Linked DNA regions of Camelus bactrianus: region 1 is linked to region 2. A link is a contact called in public Hi-C data. All regions are on one chromosome and are shown on one strand. The core of a region is the stretch at or near the end of the contact, and the rest is flanking DNA. Distances in the headings are between cores, read along the strand shown. Region 1 holds the start of PRPF19 (pre-mRNA processing factor 19). Region 2 holds the start of VPS37C (VPS37C subunit of ESCRT-I).

Region 1 (4,721 bases), core at 1,596-4,095, 210 kb after region 2:
AAATAAATTCTTTAACAAATTCTGTTAAAGTCTGTGAAGCCGATTTGAGGAAAGATATCAGGTCAGCCTCCTCCCTAATCACCCAGTCCCAATCTCCTCACTGTCTTTCAACTGAGCAAAATCTTCCCAGTGTCTGTCAACTGGGAAATAAAGGCACCTGTTCTTGAATCCTAAGTTCAAGGGTAACTTGCTCCTCATAGTGAGGAGTTTAACAATCTCTGAATAAAACTCAGGATTGTCAACCAAGATGCTAGAGCAAGACCAGGAGTGACTCACCTAAATTCATCTGGGCACACCAAGGAGGCAGACAGGCACAAGGGGCCCTTGCTGGTACCATGGTTCTGGATCCTATTAGAGTTCAGGCAAAGGAGAGAGGTTGCTCTGGGTCCTTTCATGGTCACCAAAACTGTCAATTGAAAAAAAGTGCACAACATAAGAGTTATGAGTTGAGTTTTATGCAGTGTCTTACTGAGGACTCTAGCCCAGGAGACAGCCTCTCAGATAGTCTGAGAAACTGCTCAGAAGAGGTTTGGGGAGAGGCCAGTGTACCTGTGATTTTGGCTAAGAAGCATCAGCGATCCAGCATATGTCTCAGTGGAAAGTTGGGGTTCATTAAATTTTTTTCCTGTTATATCTAACTATGTAAGGACCTGTTTTGCCAAAGCACAGAGTGGCTCATCCCGTTCTTCATTCTGAATTCTTTTCAGGGTGTGCTGTAGGGCAGCGACTGTAGTGGCTAATGACTTCATCCTTGGAGGACCATATGGTGAGTCCTTGTTTCACACAGACTACACATGAGTAGCCACCAGTCTGCCATCATGTCAAGTTGTTTCTTTCCTTCAGATGTTTCCCAGACATACCCATCTTCCTCTGGCCCCTTATTACTTCCTCCCTTGGCTAAGGGTCTCTTTCTTCCAGAACGGGCTCTAGCAGCATCCTGGGCCTCACCTTCCAGCCTTTCTAACAGTTGCACAGTTGGAACCTCACATGTGCTTGTGAGATCGTTTCTTATTTGTAGAACTACCAACCTCATGTCATGGACTTTCCCATGCAAGAAATGTAACTTTTCTTTTTTTTTTTTTCCTATGACAAGTTAATTTCTTTTCAACTCTCTTCCAGCTGAGTGGTAGAAACATCCTCAGACAGTTCAGGGTTCTTTCTATCCTTGTTTCTCAGGTTGTACACACCTTTTGGAAAATTAACATAGAGTTGGAGGGGGGAACGAGAAGAATTCATCTAAACCTCTTTGAGCTGCATTGTCCTTCTTAATTGTCTGTCTCTTGTCCACATAGGTTGCAACTAAATCTATATGGGAAATGGAGCTTCTTCTGGATTATTTGCCCAATATGTTGCCTTGCTTCCCAAGTAACAGCAGCCCTGGCCTGGGGAAGCAGGACATAGAGTTCCTGTCTCAAGGACCCACTGACAGCTATGCATGTATATATCCCTTCCCCAACGTGTCCCTTCCCAGCCTTAGATAATCTTTATCTCCTCTGTGGGGAGGCTGAGATTGGGAGGAGTGGTGAGTAATCTGAGATCAAGTTCTCACCTGTAATATTTACTCCAAAGTCAATTGCCCTGAATCCTTTCTATTCCCTGAAGAGCTGGCTTTTAAAACTCAAAAGCCTTGAAGAGACTCCCCCTTTCCTCCATTCTTCCATCACAGCCATAAGCTCCCCCACATAGGGACAACTCTGTTTCACTCAGAGTCCTATCCCCAATGCCAAGTACAGTGCCTCCTGACTGGCCACAGTGGGCACTCAACAAAGATTTGTCCAATAAATAAATTTTTGTGTCCCTCTCCCTCCAGTCTGTCCCCTCCCAACCCATTCAGTAAATGTCTTCCAGAGGAATCTTCTAGAAACATGGTTATCACTTCACAGCTGAACTGCTGTTCCACTGCTAGCCCAGTCAAGTCTAACCAACTCTGGTTCAAGGTCCCATCTAAATGGTTCCACTTTATTTCCTACCACATCCAAGTACTTAAGCTGCCTGGCCTGGCAGGCAGTCTGTCGTTCAACCAATAGTTATGACTTTCCCGCTATGTGTCAGGCACTGCGTTAGACTCTGCGAAGCAACAGTGACCACAACAATGATGATTCCTGTCATCTCGGAGTTTACAGTCTAGCGGAGTATCCAGACATCAAACATTTACTTGTACATAATTAAATGATTATAGTTATTCAGAATGGTTCAGAGGAGAATTACAGAGTGCTGTGCGGACTAAAATTCAGAAGTCAAGAACAAGACTCCAGAGGAAGTACCATTTAAGGTGAGACTGAAGTTTCCTTTGGAGGGGATAGGCGGGAAGGGAAGGAGGGACAGTCCGAGTTGACGAAAGTATTCCAGGCAAAAGCACTGGAACCAGCCAGAGAGGGTAAGTTTGAGGACCTGAAATGCCAGTGTGGCCGAAGAGAAGTTGATGACTCGGCCAAAATCACAGAGCAAATTGGTAGAAAAGGTAGGACCAGAACAGTTGCTTGGCCAGCGTTAGTTTTCTTCACCCATCTGCATCCACGGCTTCTTCACTGGGTCTTTCTAAGGGTAGTCCGAGAAACGCTTGCCCGGGAATCACGTGGGGCACGCACTGAAAACGCAGGCTCTCTTAAGCAGACCCCAGGAAGATGCATTTTAAGAGATTCTCGCACGCCAAAGTTTGGAAGACTACGATCCCACGGCCCCAACAAGCTCTGTTCTCAAGTGTGTTGCCGAATTGATTGGCTTTTTAAAAAGGCCCACTGCATCATGGGAAATGTAGTTTCGGGCCTCCTCTCCTCCTCCAGGGGCGCGTTACGGAAGGAACCGAGTGGGCCCGGAAATAGCCGAGTATGACCTGGCGCTCCCTTTCCTGCACGGTTGCATTCTGGGAAAGGGCAGTTTCCGTTAAGTGCTGGAGGCTGAGGCGCGCGACCAGCCGTGGTTCCACGTGAAGCGCTAGGCGGGCTTCGCTCGGCGGGGTCGCTCCCCGCTCGCCGCGGAGCGTCCCGGAAGCAGCGAGGAACCGGAAGTGGCCCGAGGGGGCTGAGAAGCCGATCCCGGAGCTCGGTGTGAGACGCCTCGGAGCGTAGCGACGGCGCCATGTCCCTGATCTGCTCTAGTGAGTATGGGCTAAGGCCGATCGCGGGTCGCAGGAGGCCGGAGAGCCGAGCAGGAGGATCTACGAGCCGCTGCGGTGCAGGGGTGGGGGCGGAGGTGAAAACAGGGCTCCTGGGAGGCAGGGGGGCTGCCTGTCAGCCCGGGGGTCTTCCTCCTCAAGCGTGGGGTGCATTTGCGCAGCGCTTCATAGTTTACCTAAAGCCTCAAACGTATTGTCGCAGGCACTGAGGCCATCCATCTCTTTTGCGCAGTGGAACTGAGGCCTGCATAGAGAGAGCTGGTGCAGGGGAAACAGCTCTGGTGTAGGAATCGGGAAGCCCGAAGGCTTGTGCAGGATCCTCCTCCAGTTGGCTTTGTGATCTGGCAGGAGGATGCGGGCCTCTGTTTACCCATCTGCAAAATGAAGGCCTTGGCACTGGATGTTGTCTGAGGCCCTGCTCGGGTCGGCAGAGCTTCTGTAATTTGCGAAGGTCACACAGTGAGTTGGAGGCAGTGACAGGGCTGAAAGCCAGGTCTCTGGCTCCCAGCCTCACGCTGTAGGACTAGTAAAAACAGCGCACATTTATAAAGCTTTTATTGGTTTACAGTGCACTTGCAAGTCTGTGATCTCATTATATCCTCACAAGAATGCTCCAAAGCAGAAATAAAGGTCCGATTTTACAGATAAGGATGTAATGCCCAAGGAAAATGTGGCTTTTGTCAAACAGAATAGCTAATTAACTGGCGAAGCTGGGTGATGGAGCCAGGTTCTCTGACCCTGAATCCATGCTTTTTTCAAATGCCTTGTACTGTCTTTCCTTTTGGTGTTTCATTGAGGCATGGAGATGTTTTCCATTCTCATTGTTCATCAGGTTATTAATTTCTCAGCTTTTTCTCTCCTTGCTTCCTAACTCTCAAGCCCTTTAGTCTTCTGAGAACCTCTCCATAAATCCAAACAAAGAGAAGAAGGAGGGAAGAGAACGTGGCTAGAAAAAAGAACTTTTCACATTTAAAGAAATTACAATGTGCAGAGTATTTTCACATTTACTGTTTCCTTTCAGTCTTGAGGAACCCCTTTTACGTGTTCCCCAGCACCATCCTTCCTCTCATTCGCTCATCTGTTAGATGTTTACTGACTGCCTGCTGGGCATCTGCATTGTTCTGGAAGTCAGAGACCAGCTATAATCCCTGTCCTCAAGGGGTATAAACGATAGCTCTGTTGAGGGTGGTTGTGAGGATGAGTTAATCTGCGGAAGTGTTTATAGTCGTGCTTGGCATCTAGTAAACACCGTGTAAATGCTTTTTGTTATTACAGCATTTGTTATATTGCTTTGTAATTTCTTTGTCTGAGAATCCATCTAGGCTCTAGCCCGAGATTTGAGTGGCTTCGTGTGTATCTCCCTGTCGTCCAGTATAATGGGTGCCTAAGCACCTTCATTCAGAAATGAGATGGGCAAGGATTACTGACCGCTCTCAAGCGCCCGGTGGATGGTAGTTGTGCAATAATTATTTGTTGATGGACTGATGGGAGACTGATGGAGAAGCTAGTTAGGTTGCTGGACAACGTTCTGGGTACAGTCCAAAACTGGCTTAGTGTCATGTCTTGATTCCTGTTAGTGTAGGGACGCGTGGTCTTGTTGAGGCCA
Region 2 (4,869 bases), core at 2,052-4,551:
AGAGAGGAAGCCCTTTCCTCTTCCCCTTCCTCTGGCCCTGCATCTGTTGTCAGACCTGCCTTCTTGCAGGAAAATGATGTTGGGCTTAGCTCTCCTGGGTGCCAGGCGCAGCAGGGGCGGCCCAGCTGGAGTGGGACAGGAGGCAGAAGTGCAGCCAGCCCCTGACGCGTGCCCAGCTCGGCATCCCTGCGGCTCCCTATTCTCGTTCCTATAGGATCCTCGTGAGACTGGGTGGCATCGGCCCGCGTTCACTGCAAGGAACGTTTTCTGTTCAGCCCTTGGCAACTTAGGTACAATGTCTTCCTCTTTCTTCAGGGAACACCTGGCTGAGCAAGGAGGCTTGGAATAGCCTGGACTCAAGGGACTTGTCGCCTCTTAGATGCTCAAGAAAGACCTTGGAGCTTCGAAGGCCGTGATGGGGATGAAACCACGCCAGCTCTATGGGCACTTTGCTATATAAATCTGGTTGGAGAAAAAGGGCAGACCAGGCAGCCCCACAGGGAAAGGCTGGGCATTTCTTGGGTCCCAACTGATTGTGAGTGGAGTTCCAGCCACCAGGCCTCAGAGTCAGGTGTTGACACTGGCCTCCATGGCCACGCTTCCAGAAGGAATGGAGGAAAGGGACTTTGCCCAGAGAGCAGTGTGGGCCGGGGGCTCCCGAATCGCACAGGGGAAGGAGACAAGAGTGTTTGCTTTCCTCCTGACCCTGTCAGTGCCCTGAGGGGTTCCACCCAGGAGGACAGGCGCACTGAGAGGGTCAGAGTCCCTGGTGGTGTCCCTGGGACTTAATGTCCCCGGTGATAACCAGCTTATCCCCACAGCCCCGGGTCCAAGTGGACTCAGCTCTGGGACAGCCCTGATCTCCATTCCTCAGGTTGCAGGCAGCCCCGGGGTTGCCATTCTGGGGAGGAGGGTAACGGCTTTCATGGTGTATGACTTGTGGCCTGGATGTCCCCACACACAGTAGTGTGTCCAGCTGTGGAAAGAAGATTGGAAGTGGGAAAGTAGCCATTTACTGAGCTTAGTTACCTTGGGCCTCTATAATGGCTGTTTCCTCCGTCTGGAATGTTCTTCTCCCAGCTCTTGGCATGGCTGGCTTCTTCTCAAGATTCAGTGTCATCTCAAATGTCTCCCCTTCAAGGAGGGCTTGAGCTGGGCCACTCTGGTCTCCCAGGCACAGAGTCTGACCCATTTGAGGAGCCCATAGACACTGAATGCATTTCCGTGTGTGTGTGTGTGTGTTTTTAAATTGAAGTATAGTTGATTTATAATGTGTTAGTTTCTGGGGTGCAGCATAGTGATTCAGTTTTATGTATCTATATTCTTTTTCATTATAGGTTATTATAAGATATTGAATGTAGTTCCCTGTGCTATACAGTAAGACCTTGTTATTTATCTATTTTATATGCAGTAGTAGCTGCCAATCTCTTAATTTATCCCTTTCCCCGCTTCCCCTTTGACAACCACAAGTTTGTTTTCTGTGTCTGTGAATCTGTCAGAACTTGAGAGTTTCCCAAATTTACAGATGAGGAAACTGAGGTTGAGAGGGGTTAAGTATCTCCCTTGAGGATGCATGTCCTGGGAGTGATAGAGCCAAGGTTTGAATCCAGATCTGATTGCAAATTCCAGCTGCGCCTTAGTCCTGGGCTTGGGGGACCAGGAAACGATGCAGAGTTGATGAGGGGGTGGGGGATGGGGGGGACTGAGAAAGGATCTCATCTACCAGGAAATATTCATTCTTTCAGTGAACATTTCTTCAAGGTGCTCTAAGCCGAGTCCGAAAAATGCCTGTTGCACAGATGGACCCTGGAGGGCAGGGACAGTGTGTGGACTGTGTCCAGAATGCAGGTGCCAGGCTGAGGAGGAAGGTGCTCTGAAGTCTAGTCCATGATCTGTTGCCACAAGCCAGTCGCCTTGGGAGCCAGCTTTTTCTGAATAGGCTAGTAGGGGACTTGTAGTCCAGGAAACAAAAAGTCAGAGAGAAAAATGAGACCAAACTGTAACAGAGACCTGCCCCCGGCATCCTGGGAAGGGGACGCCTAATGCTGCCTTGGGTGGAAAGTTAGGAAGGCTTCCTGGTGGAGGTAGCAACTGAACTGCGTCTCCATGGATAAAAGGACTTTGCTGAGTGGGTGTAGGGGAGGAGGGGATGTCTGTCAAAGAGGGCACCACTGGCATCGTAATGGACTACAGGGATTGTATGTCATCTGGCAAGCTTAGGCGTAAAGGACACATCACATTAGTATGGGCAGTTAACAAGCAACGCCCATTTAAAAAGTAATAACCTTCCTCTCTTGTTCTCTCTGTCCATTACAAGTTGTCTGGGGCTCCGATTGGAGACATCTTCACCCAGGGATGCAGACTGATGGAAGTGTCACCATCTGCAATGTCACTGGTTGCCACAGCAGGGGGAAAGGCACGTGCCCATTCATGCACTAGTTATCAAAGCATTTTCTGGGAGTGACAGGTGTCACTACTTCTTGCATTTCATTGGTCCAAACCAGCCATCTGGCCACACTGAATGCTAAGAGAGTAGGAAGTGTGTTCCAGTCTGAGTGTAGGATGAAGACTTGAAACTCTGGACGACAGCACTAATGATACACAGGAGAACAAAGGCCAGGTCACGGGGCGGGGTGGAGGGGGAGGCTGAATACCACGTTCAAGAGCGTGGAATTTATCACGTGGGCGATGGGGAGCTTTGAGTAGGTGAGTCAGATGTTAGACTGTAGAGAATGGAGGAGAAAAAAGGAAAGTGAGGCTAAAATGTGAGAAGGATGCAAAAGATAAAAGAAGTTAGAGAAAGGAAATACATTTTTTAAAAAATAGGAAAACCCCCCAAAACCTAAAAGCTGAAGAACGAGATTGGGGGAGCGTTTGGACCCTGAGTGCAGGTCACAAGCCCTAGCTTCTAACCCTCCATTTCACCGGGAAGAGGGAGTCGGGACGGATGCTTTGGAGTGTGTTTACTCTGGAGAATCAAGACTTTTGTGGGGTACAAAGACCAACGTCAAATCTCTGGAAGTTTTCCACAAGAACAGAGGACTGGACTTACTCTCTGGTGACTTTTCAGAGCAGAACAGAGACAAAGGTTAAATGGTGGCAAGGCAGATTTAACTTTAATTTGGTAACAACTTTCGTGATTAATTTCCCATTGTTATTCGAACTGTTTGCCTAGCACTTTGCACAGACAGGGGTGTGTGTGTGTGTGTGTGTGTGTGTGTGTGTGTTATGCAGAAATGTTAATTTCCTTCCTGTTCTCACAGCCGTAGGAAATGAAAGGGTAGTATTCTAGGCTAGGAGGCGGGTGGTAGCTAATAGCTCAGCAGTGTTCTAGAACTACTCTGAAGAAAGCTCCCTCCGAAGCGGCGTTTGAAAGGCGAAGTTAACAGGAGGAGGTAGAGGAGTAAGTGCTGGTAAGGGAAGGGAGGGTTGCTCTCTCTGGGCATCCATGCATGACCGAGGCTGGTTCTCTTCTCGTCACATCTGCGGTAAGGGACAGAAGTTCTGGTTGGAGGTGGATGGGTGCTGAGGTCTGATCGCCTAGCACGTGGCCTCGAGAGGAGCTGGTACCATCCCCAAGGACTGATGCTAGCTCCAGCCTGGGCCTTGGGAGGGGCACGTCTGTGACCTGCCCAGAGACAGAGGGCACTAGCATGTCACCAGGTGGGTGGAAGAGCTATGGATATGATGGTGACACCACAGTGGGCATCCCCTCCATTTTTCTTTTGACACCACAATAGTCTAGAAATCTCACAGGATTCCATGGAGGAGGGGGAAGAGCAGGAGATAAATTCTCTCTGGCCTGGAAGGGAAAGAAGACGGAACTATTGAAAAAAAAAAAAGGGTATGTGACATGGCTTAGAAAATGAGAGCAGTGCTGGAGCCGGAGGGCCTGGGTTGAAATCTTAGGTAGGCCACTTGCTAGCTGTGTGACCTGGACAAGTTACTTACCCTCTCTGTGCCTCACACCCCCCATCTTTAAATAAAGGATAGTAACAGAACTGAATGAGTTAATACACGTAGGGTGCTTAAAATCATGGTAAGTGCTATATGAGTTCTTTTTTTGTGTGTGTTCAATCAGCTTTTTATTTTTATTTATTTGTTTTTAATTTAAATTTTTAAATTTGTTATTGAAGTGTAGTTTGCTATATGAGTTTTGTATAAAGTTGTTGACTCAAAAAAAAAAAAAAGCACAATGCGAGAGTTATGAGTTAAATTTTATTTGGGGTAAGATACGGACTATAGCCTGGGAGGCAGCCTCCCAGATAGCTCGGAAGTATTCTGAAGAGGTCAAAGGGGATGCAGAATATCTATGATTTTAGTGAAGGTGATACGTGCAGCCACGCACACATTTTGGCAGAGGCTTGCTGCTAGTCACGAAGAGCAGACGTCTCCATGAATGATTTTAGTGCTTTTTTAGATATAAGAAGATGCAAGAATTTGGGCTCATAAAATCTCCTCCTGAAAATATTCAGCTCTCTGAAGGACTGTTCCACCAGTTTTCCCATCAGTTTCCCCAGAGCACGGAGTGCCTCATTCCTGATCTCAGCCCTGAACTCCTTTCAAGGTGAGCTGAAGTTCAGCGACTACAGTGGCTCGTGACTTCATTCTTTAGTGTCAGACGGCAAGGGACAATTTTTTGTTGGCAAAGTTAATCGTGTATTTTGGACTCAAATTCATACCTGTGACACTTGGTGTATGTGGGAAGCTTGTCTGGGACACAGGGGTTAAGAAGGAGCTGTCTCAGTGTCCTGTAATGCCTTGGGGGACCCTCTAGTTCCATTGCTGGCTTTACAGATGAGGAATTGAGGCTCAGAGGACAGCAGGGACTTGGCCAAGGTTGCTGTAGACCAAGGGAATTTGGTGGCA

Evidence for each region. Hi-C and Micro-C count contacts between places; a contact is called where the count stands out from the background.
Region 1: a contact with region 2 is called in a Hi-C map of liver, with 2.3 times the contacts expected there. The contact joins the promoter of PRPF19 here to the promoter of VPS37C in region 2. A contact is called at or near these places in 2 of 2 Hi-C or Micro-C datasets (blood and liver).

The regions. Positions count from the first base shown.
Region 1 is chr10:9,965,879-9,970,599 of ASM4877302v1, forward strand. PRPF19 (pre-mRNA processing factor 19) reads left to right here and starts at 2,846. Exons shown (of 16, transcript XM_010956374.3): 1 at 2,846-3,097. The coding sequence starts at 3,079.
Region 2 is chr10:9,755,741-9,760,609 of ASM4877302v1, forward strand. It overlaps VPS37C (VPS37C subunit of ESCRT-I), which reads left to right and starts at 3,302. Exons shown (of 5, transcript XM_074371952.1): 1 at 3,302-3,403.